Linked DNA regions of Pan troglodytes: region 2 is linked to region 1. The links are chromatin contacts, called in public HiChIP or PLAC-seq maps. All regions are on one chromosome and are shown on one strand. The core of a region is the stretch at or near the end of the contact, and the rest is flanking DNA. Distances in the headings are between cores, read along the strand shown.

Region 1 (5,558 bases), core at 1,425-3,924:
ATTATTATTTTTTATGTTTTGTAGAGACAGGGTCTTGCTTTATTGCCCAGGCTGGTCTTGAACTCCTGGCTTCAAGGGATCTTCCTGCCTCGGCCTTCCAAGAAACTACTACTATAAACCTTCATTGTCCTAATTTCAAACATGCAATTGCGATTCTATATGAGAGGTGATATAGGAGGTGTGTAAATTGGTCTAGTGGGGCCACCAAGGTAGTCACTGTCAACCGTGCCTGCAAAATCAGGAAAATGGAATCTTGAGGGATGATAGGAAAAGGCAGGGCAGGAGAGGATACTGGAGGGGTAAGTAGAGGCAGAGATAGTCCAGACTTTGAGACTTTGTTCCTTGTGTTTAATGCAAATATAAACACAGGCTGGTGCTGCATTTGCAAGAACCATCTCTGCTTATAATTTCAGCTCCTTCCCCCAAGCCTTTGTCCAGCCCTAACTCAGGGCACACCATCACCAGTCAGGACATCTGTCACAAGACCTGAAAGCTGAACAACAGAGGCAGAAAAAAAAGTCCAAAAACAAAACACTCCTTGCTCTGTTTTAAATACCTGCAAATAAAAAATGTTGCAAAAGACACTAAAAGCCAGTGAGCTAAGAAAGGACTCTGACTCTTAAAACAGAATGCCATAGTGAGAACTTGGATATATTAAAACTTTAGACTTATTTTGCAAATGAAATGTAATTTTAAAGCAGTTTCCAGCTCCGTGCCACCTCTCAGCTGGTTCACAATTCTTCAGGCTGTGATAGGTCATCTACAAAGATTTTCCCCAGGATTCTCAGCTGTTGGGCTGAGAGTTTGGTAGTGAGGTCCTAGGTTGAAGCTGTGGAGGGGCTAAGGCAGATCATTAAATCACAATAACAGCTTGAGGTCAAAGCTGCCAGGCACAAGGCAGGCCAGCTGCTCCCTGCATTTATACAACAGCAGTCTCAGATAAAAACACCAACCATCTGCGAAGTTAAGCAGAAGGTATTGTAGGTGCACTGTCTCTCCCAGCTCCTAGGGGAGAGTTCCAACGTAAGCAACAAAAAACATCTGATTATGTGTTTCAGACCTAACCTTCCACTGTGCCTGTAACCAAGCCTGTCTATGTGAAACGGGTCATAAGTGAACAAATGCCTTTCTTACTTGGAAAGAACAAACATGATATTTTAGGGCCTATTCAGATGGAATTCTTTTCAACAAAGGTAATTACTATCTGGTAGTTATTACCCTGCTCTATAAATTAATCATTTACCATGCAGCAAATAGCATGCCTTAGACTGGCATGGATGATTTCGTGAAAGTGGCCTTTGAAAATGTCGGGTGAGACGTTTTCTGCTGTTACCTACAATTCTAAAATAAGTATAAAAGCAGCAAGATTCGGCTTCCAACAGACTCTCTCAGGATTATAACCGCATAGCCTGATGGAGTTTACCAGCAATCATACATACCTCGAAATTAGAGTGGGAAAAATCATTCCTTGTTAGCTATGGTTAACAGTATTGGCTACTAAACACAACATATCTCGCGCGTGTGTGTGTGTGTGTGATGTTCAGCTAAAGGAAATGCAATTTATTTCTAGGCTTACCCTGGCTTTTCCTTTGTTAAAGGTGCACCCAAAGCTTGAGGAATATTTGATTTGGGGGTGTGGCAGGTGCTAAAAGAACTTCTGTTCAGTAAGTTCGGAGAGTAAAAGGAGACACATTGGCCTTACTAAATAGCAATCACATTGCAAACTGTTAATTCCCATTTCCTAATGGAGTCACCCCTTAGAACATGGCCTGTAGCAAAAAGACAGCCTTTCTAGCGAGTCTAGGACAAGAATTCTCCCGAGTACTAACTGATGTTTATTGTGGGTTAACGGCAGAAGTCTCTCACTGCGGCACCAACTACGATTTACATTTGGGACAGAGTTATTTCCAGACGTGCACACACACTCTGGCCTCTTTCCTACCAAGCACCCACACTTACCAAACCAGTCCAAAAGAGAAAGAACAGGAATAACCATGCCGTATCTGTGCATTTCCTATAAATCTGGGGTCGCCACTCCCTTTGCCTAGGGGCTCCTTCTGCAGAAACCTTCCAGAAAAAGGGAGAGTTGAGAAAAAGAAGATAAACAGGTGGACTCAACCTGGAAACCGAACCCAAATCTACTCGAAGAGTGGCCAAAGTAACCAATCTTTTTCTAAATTTTTAAAATTAATATTATTTTTTTACGTGGCCACCTGAAGCTCTTTCACACAGCCTTTGAAACACCTGCTCTGCGCCGAGCGGATGTTAAGCCCCCTGCCGCCAAGTGCTTACCTGGAGGTGCACCTGAGGACGACCCCAAGTTTGCGCCCCGCGGCCCGCGTCTCCCCCGCCTCCGCCCCAGCACTGGAGCAGGGTCCAGGTTCCTCCCCGCCAGGTGGCCCCAAGGTACTAAGCGGGGGCGGGATCCCCGAGGCGCGGGAAAGGCGGAAGCGTCCGGCAGGGAAGGTGCGTGAAGGAAGGGGACTCGACCCTTCCCCGGGGCTCCTCCCCCGAGGGCCGAGGCTGCGAGCGCTTACCAGGTACTCGGCGCCCAGGCAGTGCATCGTGCGCTTGCCGGCGGGGGCCGGTGACTGGGAGCCGCCGCCGCCGCCTGTACGCGGAGACGCAGCGCCCGCGAGCCGGGGCTGGGGCCGGGGCCGGGGCTGGAGCTGGGGCTGGGGCTGGGGCCGGGCCGGGGAGGGGCGGGCACGGTGCAGCGCCGCCTCCCGTTCGCCTCTGCGCCTGGCCCGGCGACTGCGGGCGCTGCGGTCCACTGGGTCCGCCTCTTCCCGGCATGGGTTTCTGCCCAGCTCACCCGCTGTCAGCTGGGGTCCTGCTCTGGTGGGAGGAAGAGGCTCAGACGCTTCCCTGCCCTCTCGCCTCAACCACCTCGAGGCAGCGGCTCCCAGGATGTGCACTTTGACGACTAAAGCTGAGCCGGCGCCGCCACGACCTTGGGCGGGTGGTCGGCCTCTGCCCTGAGCAGGAAGTAGAAAGTCTCAGCAGACCCTTCCTGAGGGCCGAGCAACAGTGTAGTGGCGTATTCCACATAGCAAACAGGTAAGCAGTATTTACTGTGTGCTGGATTCTGTTCTCACTGCTATTGTTATTCCTAATCTACGGAGGAGGGAAACTGAGGCACGGCCATTGGTGATGCAACTTGTTCGAGGAGACCCAGTAAGTTGTGGAGGCAGGAGTCGAAGCCAGACACTCCGGGAGACCGGCGCTCTCGAGGTGGTTTACTCTGACTTCTCTCCCACCTTGCCTTAGGGCAATCATTGCCTGACTTCGCAATTGAAATGGTAGTGTCCACTGAAGCGACTGGTGGCGTAGTTTTCCAGGTAATGTCAGACCAGCGCAAAAGCACTGTTGGGGTGAGGAATTTAAAAAACGAAAAACAAAAAAAAACTGCAGGCCGACCTCCCTCCACCTCCTCTCAATCAAGCCTCTACCCTTCCCCCTGCCACCCTCAGGGTTGCTAGGTTAATTGCTTCCTTTAGGTGCTGCTTCTCCCTAAGGGTAGAAACCTGACTGGAGGAAAGATCTGGGTAAGTGGGAGAAACTGGGAATGATAGACAGTGGTTCTCTGGTGCCAGCGATTTCCTTCTGGGCTCACACCACCCTCCCACTGCAAACTCACTGGGCCTTCCTGGATGCATGTTTATCAGACAGAGTAGGTGAAACCCCAGGGGAACATGAATTCATAGGACAAAGAATTAGACACTGGAGGAGTGCAACTACTGTTAAAAGACCACAACTGAATAACATACGCCATCTGAAACTGATCAGTAGAGCAGATGGACCAAGATTTTTAAATAAGCATGATAAATTTATTTAAAATGAGTTATGATATTAGCAATATGAATCAGGAAAAAATATGAAACTAAAACATATTAAGCATAAAAATAATAATTAGAATGAATATTGATGCTACGTATTAGTAATGTGCAATAGTCTAAAAGATGCAGCTGACGATGAATTAGTAATTGGAAGAGCACTTTCAGCAAACCTCCAGAGGCAGTAGAAAAAGTTTTAAAAAACAAGTTAGCTTATTTGTAAATTTTCTAGCTTATACCTAGGGTAAAACTAGAACAGAAAGGAAGAATTATAAAAGCAGGGAAGGGGAAATATTTGAAGATATAATGGAGATAAATTTCAAGGTAGAAAAAAACCTTCAGATTGAAAAGGTTTATCTCAAGCAAAATGTTTCTGTATGTATTTAAAAGCATAACTTTGAACTTATTTTCTATTAAGCCATATTGTCATTAGAATGTGAGAATGTATTAATAATAAAAATATTCTTATGAAAGATTCATTTGAATGACATTCTTGGAGGACGTAATCAAACAGGAAGAGAAACAAATTCAGGAGATGATACAATAGATATAGCATGAGAGTGGCCAAATATTTAGGCTGAATTTATTGTTGTGTTAGAAAAAAGACCAGGAACCACCCAAGTGTCCAGGAACTGGTGGGTGGCTATACATAACTGTGATGCATCTATACAATGAAATACAACTAAGCATTAAGAAGGAACAGACTTCTTACATATGCAAAAACATGGATGATCTCAAATGCATGTTAAGTGAAAAAAAGTCAGATATAATAAGCTACTCTATGATTCCATTTATGTGACATTCTGGAAAAGGCAGAAAATAGATCAATGGTTGTCAGCTGCTGAGGGTGAAGGGAATCTGGAGAAACTTTCTGAAGTGATGGAAATATTCTGAAGTGATGGAGAATGGTACTGATGACCCAGTGGTATCTGTTTGTCAAAATTTGTAGAACTGTACACTAGAAAAGGTGAATTTTATTGTATGTAAACTGTATTTCATTAAACCTGACTTACAAAAACTCTTTTCAAAAGTCTAAAAACAAAGAACAGTATATTTATAATGATTCAGACCTAAAATTATAGACAATATCAATATTGTGAGGGGTGTGGGGCTCAGGAATGAGAGGCCAAAATGATAGGACAGTGATCTAAAATAGTGCCATTCAAAGGGCGGTTCACAAAACTTAATTGTTCTCTAAGAGATAAGGAGCTTGTACCAGAATGCATATCAGCTATGTCATAAGCAAACTCTTTGATTCAGCTGACACTTATGTAGCAAGACTTTCTCAATGAAGGAAGCTGTGTGTTGATTTACATGTGGGCTCAAATCTCATTCTGGAATGGATGAGATAAGTAACCCAGTACTACTTAGAGTACTTAGAGTAGTACTGGGTTAAATTACTGTCATATGGGAGGAAGATGAAAAAAATTGTTAACTTTAATAAATCAATAAGGATAAATATTTGTGAATGTTGGTCTTAAGGGTAACTACCATTAAAAAAGAATAAAACATGTAACTTTTAAAGCAGTGGAAGAAAATTTTGTCAAATGAAAGGCAAGAGAGCAGAGGAAAAAGGAATAAAAAGAAAGTGCAATAATTAGATTATATGAAATTTGATAGCAGAAATAAAATTACTAATAACAATTTTTACTTTCAGTGTACCTAATATGTTCCAGATACTTTTCTGGGTGTTTCTTATTTGATCCTCATAATAACCTTATG
Region 2 (5,061 bases), core at 193-2,692, 410 kb after region 1:
TAGAAGTCTATTTGTGTTTTAGTCCAAATTTTACTACTAATTAGATATTGTAGGCAAATCAAACACGGGAGGCAACAGTACATGGTCAGAGGAATGAATGAAATAAAATTCATGAAAGTAGTATGTCAAGATTTAATACGAAATATTCAATGACTGGCAAGAATGCTTGGGAAGTAGCCTTTTCTCTTTCACTTGTCCAGCAAATAAAAATTGCATGTATGTGACATACATACCTGTATGTCGCAACCGTAATTCAGCTCTCTCTTTTTTCCTTTTTCTGAACTGATAACCTCCCAAAGTTAAATCTAAGCACTGAAATTCTCCCGCGGTGGAAGCAGTGGCGTGTCATTAAAAAGGAGCTTGATCCTCACCTAAACCACACTCTCATCTTTCACCTACAGAGCCCAGGAAGGAAAACATTTCCCTGTAAGTCCGACAGAACCGATCCAGCCTTTCCGGATGAAATGCCATCGACCAAATGTTCACCGACCAAAGGGTTCACCGACTCCAAGGGCTCACCACTTTAGACGGCAATCCTGCCAAGTGGACCGGGAATAGTTTCATAGAAGCCACCCTCGCGACTTTCAACAGCAGTTAGTCGGGAATCGAGCCAAACCTCGTCCAAGTGACTTAGACACCAGCCTCCAGCCTGGCGAATCCAATCCCCATCCTCAATCACACATCCACATCCCCAAAACAAATCCTTCACCGTCTGGAGATGAGATGGCAAAACCAGAACACACCCAGAAAGTTGACACAGAAGGGGGTGATGTAGGGAAGGGGGTGGGGGACACACCGCGTCCCCCTCCCACCCCCAACTGGAGGCCGCTGCCTGAGTGCTGGCTGGGCGCCGGTTCGCCCGCGGGCGCAGAAGAAGAATTCGCACTCCCGGGGTGGAGCGAGGTCGCCGAACAGGCCAGCTGGGACCGACGCCGTCGTGGCGGGGACTCGCGGACACCCTGACACTGAAGCCCCACGGCAGTCGCGGTCGGCCCTCTCTCCGCCCGACCCCGTCGGGCAAAGAGACCTGTCGGCCGGGTGGGGAGAGAGAGGGCGCGGGGAGCGCCCGCTCCGGCCCGGGAAGGCTGCACGGCTACGGGCCTTCTTACCCGTGCAGGCCGAGGGCGCGGCGCCGCTTGTGGAGCAGGCAGAGCAGCAGGAACGCGGCACCAGCCAGCGAGGAGTTTCGCGCCGTCAAGTACTTGCTGAAGGCCGCCATGGCACTGCCGGTACCAGCGAGCCGGCGAGGGGACGCGGCGGCGGCGGCGGCAGCGGCTACCTTACTGCACGAAGCGCGGGGGAGACTGGGAGGAGAGCAGAGGGCGGGGCCGGCCGCGCAGGACCGCCCCCTGGCTCGCGCCGCCGCGCCGCCCGCGCTCTGGAGCCCACTTTGTACTTTGGCTCGGCGGGAGCGCGCTCGGCAGCCTCCGTGGGCGGAACAGTTCCCGGGACGCGCTCTGCGCACGCGCGGACTCCTTCAGAGTCTCCGGAAACGCGGCGCGGAGGAGCTGTTGCTACTCAGCCCTGCGAGGCGTCAGTGCTGCCCCTGCCTCACCCCTACCCTCCCACTCTTCGCGCGCACACCCCGGCTTTCACAATAACTGGATGAGCGGGCCTGGCCTGCAGCGAGGACCTAGTGGGCCCTGCCTCTCCACTCCCGCGGTGATGTACCGTTACCACCCTCTTAAAGGAGCCCAGGAAGGAGGCGGACGGCCCCGTCACAGAGCGTGTAGGGAAAACACAGCACAGTGATTATCAGGACGAAACCAAACAATCGGAACTCCGCAGAGGTGTAGGGAGATGTGAGGAGAATGACACAGATCAAAGAGCTTTTTCCAAGCCAGTATTTTCCAAACCGCGGGTTATAATCTCTAGCGCATTGTGAAATTGGTTTGGTAGATCGGGATCATCACCCTCCGTTTTTAATAAAATTGAGAATAGAACAAAATAGAAAAGTTTCACAGTACATCACGTAGTAAAGGAGTTGTTTAGAGAAATTTCGATTTCAGTGTTTTGCACGTATGTATCGCCACCGGCGATGTAAAATGTATTTATGCAGATCTGGTCAGAAAAAAGTTTGAGAAACACTGTTCTTTGCAAAGGGACATTCAGAAGTAACAATCGTGCGTTGTGTTAATGCTGGCCTCACTCCCAGAATCAGAAGGGCTTTGCAGATTACAACATTCTTCTCCTGTCTGACCCTATGTTGCAGGAATTGTTATCGCCAGCATTGAGCCTAGCATATATACAGTAACAGTGAATCGCTGTTTTCAGCTGAGGAAACTGGAGAAAAGCAAGTGTGTCAGAAAATAAGCTCATAAAACCTCGCATAATGCACATACATATTAAAGTAGCCTACAAAGTAGTGGTGCTGTGCCCTAGGTGTTTTCTCAATATACATGAGCCGTTGCCTAATACAGGTTATGAGGATCACAAAGACGAGGTACAATAATAGCATGCGTATAGAGGTGCTCAACAGTGAATTCTAAATTATGCAGAACTGAAGCTCCTACTAATTCACTATTTGTCATGTGGACATTTTCATTACCTGGAGGGGCAAAGGGTCTTGGCCCTCTGAAAGTTAACTGAAAACCGCTGACATAAGGCAGATTAATAGAAGAAAAAATTAATAGGAGAAAAGGCATACAAATTTAATGTGTATACATGGGAGCGTTCAGAATGGAGACCCAAAGATACGTGGAAAATTGTCCATTTTTGTGTTTAGGTTCAACAAAGTATGGACAGCTATGTAGAAATGTGATTGGACAAAAATGGTATAATCTAATGCTAATAGACTGAGTGAGGACACCCAGCAAGGCCCGTCTAGATTCTTCTTGGCCTTCTGAGCACCATTCCTTCCTTCTGGGTATAGGGCAGGAATGGAATGGAGCTCTTACGGCCTACAGTCAAAAAAGGCAGGTCAGATAATTTCTTTATGGCCAGATTTTACAGAAAAAGGGGGAGGGAAAACTAGCAAAATATGTTTAGGCTTTTATGGCTGGCTTTAGGGGATAGAGGTTCTGGTTTCTACATCTTGTCTTGAGGAATAGGGATCCTAATATCTATGGCTAGCCTAGGGAAATACAGGACTGAGAGACAGGAGGGCCAGAGTAGGGCAGAGAACTTTTGCTACTGAGACCTTCATTTTGGAGTATTGTGTTGTGAGCCCCAACGACCTCACATAATTTACGTAATTAAGTATGCCTGGCACAGATAACACAAGGATGAACAGATCATGGAGATCATATTCTCCAGAGGCTGTTAGAGAAGAAAAACATGTAAAAGAAATCAAGTATAAATGTGGTAAGTACTATATTAGAGATATGAACAAGGTGCTATGAGAACACAAACATGAAAATATTTAGTTTTGTCTAATGCTTTCAATAAAGGCTTAAGGCTTGACAAAGGTGATTCTGTAGCTAAATTCTAAAGGACCGCAGGAGTCACTCAGGAGGACAAAAGAGGAAATTACTAATTCAGTAAAAAAGTGCTAGAAAAGAGTTGGGAACCTTGTGAGAAAGTAACGGTATCATCTTAGAGTTTGTAACAGTGAAGGAAGTACAAGCAAGATTAGTCAAAAACAGTCTAGAAAATAGATTTCAAAACAGTCAGAGGGAAGATAGAAATGATCCATTGACAAAACATTCTAAAAGTTATCCTTGTTCAAGAAGCATGGGAGATTCTAAAAAATTACACTAGTTATTCGAGCTCAAATAATTTTAGCTATTGATAAAGCCCATCTGACAAAAATCACCAGGACCAAATCTGTAACCCATTAAGTTTATTAATTTGCTACAGCAAAAGATACTATACAGCAGAGGAATTGTGGCCATGTCTCAAAAAAAAAAAAAGGAGTCATTATAGTTTTTAGAGAAAGAGAGGAGTTTAGGTAAAATCTAAATAAAGCAGTGCTTGATAGGCCTAAAGCAAATCAGATCTGTATGTAATATCAAACCTGGGCTGAGAAGCAGATTCAAGATTCTAGTTCTTAGAAACATACATTTAAGATTAATGTAGAATATTGTGTCTGAAAATCCCTTATCTGAACTTCTGCACTGGAAATGGAGACTGCTTCTGTAACTCAAAGTGACTCAAAGAGTTCAAATCTGCCAGGCAAGAAAGGGATGTTCTGTTCTCACTGATAGAATCTCAGAACAACAAACTTTCTAACAGTCTAGGATATTAGAGAACAAAATTCCTCAGCACTATGTCCTTTGATAATTAACAATGCAATTTTGCAAGTTCACACTTCATAATATTAAATAATAAAGAAAAACAGAAAATGTGATTTTATGGGGGAGATCTCCAAGAGCTCTGATTTTTAAAGAATTTGAGCTACTGAGAACAGGTAGGCAGGGCATAGGAAGTTAGTGAATCTAGAAAGCCTCTGGAAGAAATGTTGTGTTAGCCAGCCTCCAAGATTGTCCCTGGTGATCATGGTGTCCTAATATTTATGCCCTCGTGGAATTTCCCTCACATCAGAGCTGAGTTTTGTAACCAAAAGAGTATAATGAAGGTGATGCTATGTGACTTCAAAGGCCAGATTATAAAAGGCACTGTGGCTTCTGCCTTGGTGTCTTGGATTGCTTGCTCTTGGGGAAGCCAGCTGCCACAGAGAGCACTCAAAGTGCCCTGGAGAGGAACTGAGGCCTCCCACCAGGAGCCAGACCAGCTTGCTAGCCATGGGAGTGGGCCATCTTGGAAGCAGATCCTCCATTCTCAGTCAAGCCTTCAGGTGACTGCAACCTCATGAATAATCTCAAACCAGACAGCTCAGCCAAGATGCTGCTAAATTCCTGACTCGTAGAAACTGTGGAAGGTAATGTGTTTATTGTATTCAGTCACTAAATTTGGGGGTAATTTATTATGCAGCCACTGTGATTTGAACCAAACCTTGAAAAACAGATGGAAAAAAGAGGATTCCGAAGAAGATACAACAGGAGCAAAGATGCAGAGACCGAAGCAGATTGGGGAAGGTGATTAAGTCCGATGTGGATGGAGGCTGAGGGAGGCATGTGAAATGAGAGAAAAGTTTGCAATGTTTAACTGAAGTCAATTTGT

What was found. HiChIP or PLAC-seq counts read pairs in DNA pulled down with a chosen protein or histone mark.
Region 2: an H3K4me3 HiChIP or PLAC-seq map of stem cell-derived excitatory neurons shows a contact between it and region 1, with 2.3 times the contacts expected there. The contact joins the promoter of ABCD3 here to the promoter of SLC44A3 in region 1. A contact is called at or near these places in 1 of 7 Hi-C or Micro-C datasets (stem cell-derived neural progenitor cells) and 1 of 1 datasets of contacts at active chromatin or transcription factors (stem cell-derived excitatory neurons).

What each region holds. Positions count from the first base shown.
Region 1 is chr1:136,352,988-136,358,545 of NHGRI_mPanTro3-v2.0_pri, forward strand. It overlaps SLC44A3 (solute carrier family 44 member 3), which reads right to left and starts at 2,675. Exons shown (of 15, transcript XM_009425750.2): 1 at 2,538-2,675; 2 at 1,960-2,067. The coding sequence starts at 2,564. LOC741049 (a long non-coding RNA gene) reads left to right here and starts at 2,734. Exons shown (of 6, transcript XR_008539718.2): 1 at 2,734-3,060.
Region 2 is chr1:136,759,943-136,765,003 of NHGRI_mPanTro3-v2.0_pri, forward strand. ABCD3 (ATP binding cassette subfamily D member 3) reads right to left here and starts at 1,443. Exons shown (of 23, transcript XM_016922715.3): 1 at 1,110-1,443. The coding sequence starts at 1,219.